Linked DNA regions of Mus musculus: region 2 is linked to region 1. A link is a contact called in public Hi-C data. All regions are on one chromosome and are shown on one strand. The core of a region is the stretch at or near the end of the contact, and the rest is flanking DNA. Distances in the headings are between cores, read along the strand shown.

Region 1 (3,267 bases), core at 746-3,245:
AAAGTGGCAACATTTCAAAGAACAGCCTATTGTTAGGTGTAGGGAGTCATCAGGAATTGAAGTTGTCCATGACAACTTCAACAGGCAAGTAGCATCAACCGGTGATCCCTGCCTTCCTCTCTGCTGGTCCACCCCAGGACGCTTTGCTTGCTTGCTTACCCAATCACTTGGGCAGGGACTGGGAGTGTCCTGTGATCCAGACAGGGACATTGAGACCATTCTCAGAGCCACAACAGTCGCTCTGACTCCATCTCTTCCCAGATCATTTCCTTTGGCCACCTGGGACCTGCTCTCCACTTTCCTGAAGATGGTGTGAGAGCCATAGAACTCAGGACTTCTCCTGAAAGTGGCAACCTTGGTTGAGATTGGTGGAGGGATACCTTTGTGCCACAAGAGCCAGAGGAGGGTAGTCCCTCCTGTGGGCACTGGGAGCTAAGCCTGGGACCCTCTCTCTATACCCTGTCATCAGTTTTCCAGGAAGTCTGGAGGCCCCTGCCCTCCCCCACCCACCAGGATCAAGGTTTGTGGGAATGTTCTCCCGCAGAACTCGGCATGAAATAAATTCCATTCTTACTCTGCCAATGACACTGCACATAAATATTCAGTAAATTAGCAGCACGCTTTTATAGATTTATCAGTCATTGCAGGCACAAAATGACAGGCAATGTTGTAGCTGAAATATTAATGCTGACAAATTAATGATTTCTGAGTAAATGATGTCATTTTTGCACCGTTTCATTAAAATTTACTCACTTCTGCTTCATTCCTGGACCTAAAAAAAATTAAAATCATTTCTTTTTCTCTTTCTTCTTTCTTTTTAGTGTGGGATTGGTTCCCAAACCTGAGAGGGACATAAATTTTCCCCCAGCAGCACCCCGGAAATGGAGGTAGGGAGCCAGGCAAGCTACTATATTGCCACTGCGGGCTCTGGGATGGGAAGAAACATCTCACCCCATCACAGCCAGGGGCCTTGGGCCTCTGCCATCAGTCTAGCTATTCTAGCAGGGATAGATAAAGGGTCCTTGCTTTGGCTCAAACCTGGAGAGAGGGTGTGGATACAGGGGCAAGTGGGGAGGACTGGGGGTGGGGGTGGGGCGTTGTGGTAGAAGGCACACGAGAAAGGAGTTGATTCTCTTTTTTGAGGCCCTAGAGCCTCCGTTGCCTTCACTATACATGCCTCAGCTGTTGCAACAAATTTAAGGAATAATCAATTGCTCAACTCCTGTAGTAGGTAAGAGAGTGACACACCAATTGCATAAATATCATCTTCACCAAGGTTCTGGGGAGTTGAAGAGAGTTCAGTCCCCGGATCCTGACTGATGACCTAGGCTCAGGCGCAGTGTGACCTTGTCTTGAACCTCCACAGTTCCCTTCTCTATCTCATTTCCCAAGGTTCTTGCGAGGATTAAGAAGGATGGCGTGTAAAAGCCCAGTTAGACTTCTCCTGGGATACTCTTCCCAGTTGGTAGCAGGCTGCCCTTGGGCAGCCAGAAGTGCTGCGGGGAGGGAGCAGTCAGACATCCTCTCCCCACGACCGCGCGCGTGCGCGCGCGCACACACACACACACACACACACACACACACACACACACTGATGCCAGGTGACCTGCCCGCCCGCCTCGCCCGCCCTTGCTGGGGTGCCAGCCCGGGGAACACACCCGGTCTTAGTTTGATGGAGACGCCAGAAGCAAAATATCTCGCCTGCGGGGCGAGCGCCGCGGGAATCCGAGGCTGAGAGGCCAGGCGGACACAAAGGAGAGGCGAGGGCAGCGCGCGTGCGGGAGCCCGGCCCGGCCGTATCGGGCAATCTGCGGGCTAATTCGTGTCAGGGCCCGTCTCCTATCTCCAGCGTGGCTCCCCAGCCGCTGATAAAATTGAAGTGGAAATGAAGTTGGATGGTCCGGAGCAGCCGCGCCGGGCTGGGGTGGGGGCGGCGCTGTGCCCGCCCTGGGCAGCTGCGCCCTCCGTAGTCGCCCTTGGCGCTGCCCTTGGCCGGGCCGGAGCGATGAAGCGCGAGGCGGGGAGGGCGGATGGGCCCGCTCCGGCCCTTAGCCAACGGCCATCTCCTATGCTGCCCCGGTCCTGGCGACCATTTCGCCAGCAATGGTAGTGGGACGGAGATGGAGGTGGGGGACTGGATCCTGGCACCGTATAACACTCATGCTTATTGAGTGCTTGCTCGTGTGCCAGGCTCCAGGCCAGGTGCTTAAAGTGAATTATTATCTCATCCAACCCTTCCTCTAACATGCGGTGGGTTATTGTGTCCATTTTTACTGGTGCAGAAATGGAGCCGTCCAAAGTCTCAGCTGACACTGGACAACTACCCTAACCGTGGGCCCCAGTGCACTGTCACTGGAGCAGTTCACCTCCACGTTCAACCTACACCTATGGGGGGCGGTGTGTGTGTGTGGGGAGATGGACTACAAAGGTCCCAAGCAGGACCTAGATGGGTGCTGGCAGCTCTGCGCACCAGTGCTGTCTGTCCCCCAACCCCTGCTGAAGCTCAGCATCTATGTGAGAAGTTGGTATTATCCTCTGGAACTTGGGCCAAGGAAGAGCAGAAAAGGAAAAGCTTCGCACAGCTAGGAATCAACGATTCAGGATGCGCTGGGCATTGGCCTCCGGAGTTGCCTTTCTGACCCCTAAACTCCCAGCTCCCAGGTAGCTCTGGATGGACACGTGGTGGGGGCCTGGGCTATGACTGGGTCTTGCAAAGTTGTTTGGTTATTGTTTGTTTGTATTACTTTGTACTTCATTTACTTATAATCTGTCTTCCTACCTCGGCCATTGCTGCCTGACTTCTTGTAGCTCGCTCTCTCTCTCCAGCGATGCCTTGATGCTAGCTGTGGGCTCTCACAGCCTCCAAACCCACTGCTCCCTTCTGCCCAAGGCCTTCATGTATTTCTCTCCTCGGCTTCTAATGCTCTTCTGGGTAACCTTTCTCTATCTCAAGTCTCATGATCTTTTCCATAATCCTTTTAATGGCATTGACATACCCAAAAATGTGGTGTATTTTCTTTCAATTAGACAATTAGAGCAACCCAGTGTAAACAGTTACTAGGTCACAAGGGAAGTCTTAAAAACATTCCAGGGAATTGCCATTGCGCGGAACATGTGTTCAGATCACAAAGCCATAGAATTAGGAATCAACCGTAGGAAGAGCACTAACAAAAAGCCCCACATGCTTTGAACTGGAGAACCTCACTTCTGTACTCTCTGTGGGTTAAAAAGAAAAATCAACAGAAATTATTGACTCTTTAGGGCTGA
Region 2 (2,980 bases), core at 448-2,947, 65 kb after region 1:
TCTCTTTGAGCTGGAGGCCAGCCTGGTCTACATAGTGAGTTCCAAGCCAGTCAGGAAACCACAGTGAGATCCTGTCTCAAAACAAAACAAAGACAAACCACACATATTAAGATTCAACTAAGCATCCTGCTCTGCAGCTAAGATCTAATGTCCATATGGCTCCAGTCCTCACCAAATCTGTCTGTGGGAGCCTTTGGGAGTGCTGCTACCGAGGACATGCAGGATACAGGTAGTTGCTCACTGAAGCTCATAACTCAGCAGTTGGTTAGGGCTTCTCCCCCAAGCAATTATGCACTGTCTAAGCGAAGAGCCTTGGAATTATATGTGCTTGTTATTAATCACATCCAATCATCAATCAGCCGGCCATTCATAAAACTGATACACGCCCTACTATATGTGAGATACTCAGCTGGGGGCGGTGGCAGGTACTGACTTCGAGGAGTGTAGAACTTAGGAAGAATTCATGCGGTTGTACAAGTGACTCAGAGGCCAAACCTGACTGAGCACCTCTGGGATGGACATGAGACTGGGGGTGAGTCAGAGTTCATGAGATTCCACTCCCCCAAATGTAGAGATTCTTGGCAATCATGGAGGTCCTATTTCACCAGAGAGGTGAAGCACTTCAGCCAAGGTCACACAGCTGGGTGTACCATAAATAGGTGATGGATCTGCTGAGATTACTCACCAACCCCAATTACATCTTCACCACTAATAACTTGGCTCACGCTCCCCTAATGGGATTTCCTCCTTGGACATCAGCCTTCCCTTCCCCCCTTCCACTGACACTGGCCAATTAGACAAGGGCAGGTGCTGTGATTGGGGTCACAGTGAGAGGAAGAGATGGAGAGGGCCACAGCTCACCCCCAACCTCAGCTGAGAAAGAGGTGATCCGTCTCAGGCACTCACAGCCTGTAATGAAGTCTGGGAGAAGGTTGTCCATGTGGGGGAGAGAGAGGGGCAGGTTTTGAAGCCAGCTCACTACCACCACCCCATGACACTAATCTGAACACTGTACCCCTTTCTGCTCCCTATCTGAGCCTGGCAGGCCTGGAGAGACATGCAGGACCGCAGACATCCAAGCAGATGAACAGCGCCAAAGGCAGCCAGACAAAGCGAGAAACAGGCTGGAGCTCAGCTTCAGTGTGCTTGGCTACTGTCCAGTGGAGGCCCTTTTGTTAGGTGCTGCCCTCCACTTCCAGTGGCTGAGGCACAGGAAGTCCAACGCCTCTGCTGTGCAGGAATACTGGAGGGGCTGGAGGCAGATCCCAGCTTTCCTCTGTAGGAATGCACGGTCTCCTCGTGGGGCACCACAGGCTCAAGTAGGAAAGAGCTAGACTCTGCCAACAGCAAAAAAGTCTGCAGGTGTGTCAGAGCATCTGTCCTGGAAGCTAAGGCCACCGGCTCAACTACAGTAGAAGGGCACAGCATCATGTGTGCAGAGGCAGGTACCATCAGGACAACTACGGCCTCTGCCCCAACCAGAGCACAGCAAGGCTCTCTGATGATCTCGGGAGAGTCCTAGCTGGCTAATCTGGAGCCTTGCGGTCCCCAGAACACTGGTTCTTTGGGTCTAATTTAAATCCCTTCTGCTGCAGCTTAAATCTAATTCCAGTGATCAGTAGGTGGTCAGTGGGGTGGAGCAAAGAAGCAAAGAACAGATGTTACCGGATGCCAGCTTCATTCAGATTCCCTGCTCAGCAGTCTGGTCAGCTGGAGTTGTCTGAAGGAGCCTCTCTGCTCCCAATCACATAGAGGACCTGGGTGTGTGTGGGACCTGCCAAAATTTCTTTTTTGGGGGCGGGGGTGGGGTCCCTGCCAAAATTTCTAATTTGAGTGCGGGATTTGTGTCTTGAGTGCACAGGTAGAGACATGAACTTGCCTCTGGCATGCCACACAACCGGATTCCCACTTAACAGCCCAGGGCCAGACACCCAAGTTCCATCCCACGCAATACATAGGCTCTTCTCTGCTCAGCCCTTTCTCCTAAGTGACCCCAGGTCATGGACTTTCCTCAGCTTCCTCCTGTGCCATTTCCCTCCGGTCTAGATGTCCACATCCAAGACCAAAACAAAACAAAACAAAACCCCTTAAGGAGCCGGCGGCTGTCAAGGATGGGAATGGAGCAGGGAAGGCTGACCCAGAGCATACCGCACAGAAGGTCTCTGTTCACCTGAGCCTCTCCCTGGTGCCTGCCTGGCTGTCCCCTGCCAGCTCCACCTAACCCAGTGCCAGCAGACCCAGCAGGAGTGCCCGGCTCTGTTGAGCTCCACAGCTAAAGCAAAGCGCCCCGCGCCTGCGCACCCTGAGCCTCTGTGGGGGCGTTCCTGATCTGCCCCCAGGATGTTAAGTGCAGGGCCCAGGCTTAAGTAGCAATTAACGCTACAGAGGAAGAAAGAGAAGGCCAAACAGCCTGCTGTTTATTTCCACCTCTCTCTGATCCATGTTCCTCCTAGTTACAAGAAAAGAGGAAGAGAGAGTGAAAGAGAAGAAGGGAGAGAGAAGAAGAAGAAGAAAAAACCTGCACTAAACCAAACTGTAGTGCAATTACAGCTGGAGGGAAAAAAAAAGACATGCATTAAATGGATGTTTCTGCACAAAAACCCCAGGCTGACAACATCTCTGGCCTTGTAAAGGGGAAAGGACTGTGCCTGGGTGTTTACATAGCCGAAATCAGGGAGAATTATGCTGTCATACTGACAACTGTAGGAGGACAATTTTAAAATTACACCGTTCAACACCTTTAATGATTTGTAACAGAAGAGGTGTGGCTACTCCTATTAAATGTGTTGCCAAATCAATAAAAGGGATAATTGGAGTTGTTAGAGCAAATTATAGCAGCGTTTCTTCTGTTGCTGTACAATGTTGCCTTGTAAACCGCTATTACAGGCAGCGCCGTATTTCTCTCTTATTTGGGCGCTTTGTAATGAGTTGGCATTTTGCGGCATAATAGTTCCACTTTCTTTTATGGAGCGCTCACTTT

Evidence for each region. A called contact is a pair of places that touch in the nucleus more often than the background predicts.
Region 2: a contact with region 1 is called in a Hi-C map of cerebellar granule neurons, with 1.7 times the contacts expected there. The contact joins two enhancer-like sites. A contact is called at or near these places in 3 of 39 promoter capture datasets (hippocampal neurons, liver and stem cell-derived epiblast-like cells), 5 of 484 Hi-C or Micro-C datasets (the HPC-7 cell line, cerebellar granule neurons, cerebral cortex and 2 more), 4 of 115 datasets of contacts at active chromatin or transcription factors (all in embryonic stem cells) and 2 of 9 other capture datasets (adipose tissue and liver).

Annotation. Positions count from the first base shown.
Region 1 is chr11:84,640,831-84,644,097 of GRCm38.p6, forward strand. No RefSeq gene overlaps it. Among named protein-coding and RNA genes, the nearest start is that of 1700109G15Rik, 78 kb to the right of the region's middle. Within about 2 kb of position 1,996, at least 63 of the 459 cell types and tissues checked have an H3K27ac peak or open chromatin away from gene starts, as enhancers often do. A contact at or near this core is called in cerebellar granule neurons, cerebral cortex and neural stem cells, where this site is marked.
Region 2 is chr11:84,705,709-84,708,688 of GRCm38.p6, forward strand. No RefSeq gene overlaps it. Among named protein-coding and RNA genes, the nearest start is that of 1700109G15Rik, 13 kb to the right of the region's middle. Within about 2 kb of position 1,698, at least 37 of the 459 cell types and tissues checked have an H3K27ac peak or open chromatin away from gene starts, as enhancers often do. A contact at or near this core is called in cerebellar granule neurons, cerebral cortex and neural stem cells, where this site is marked.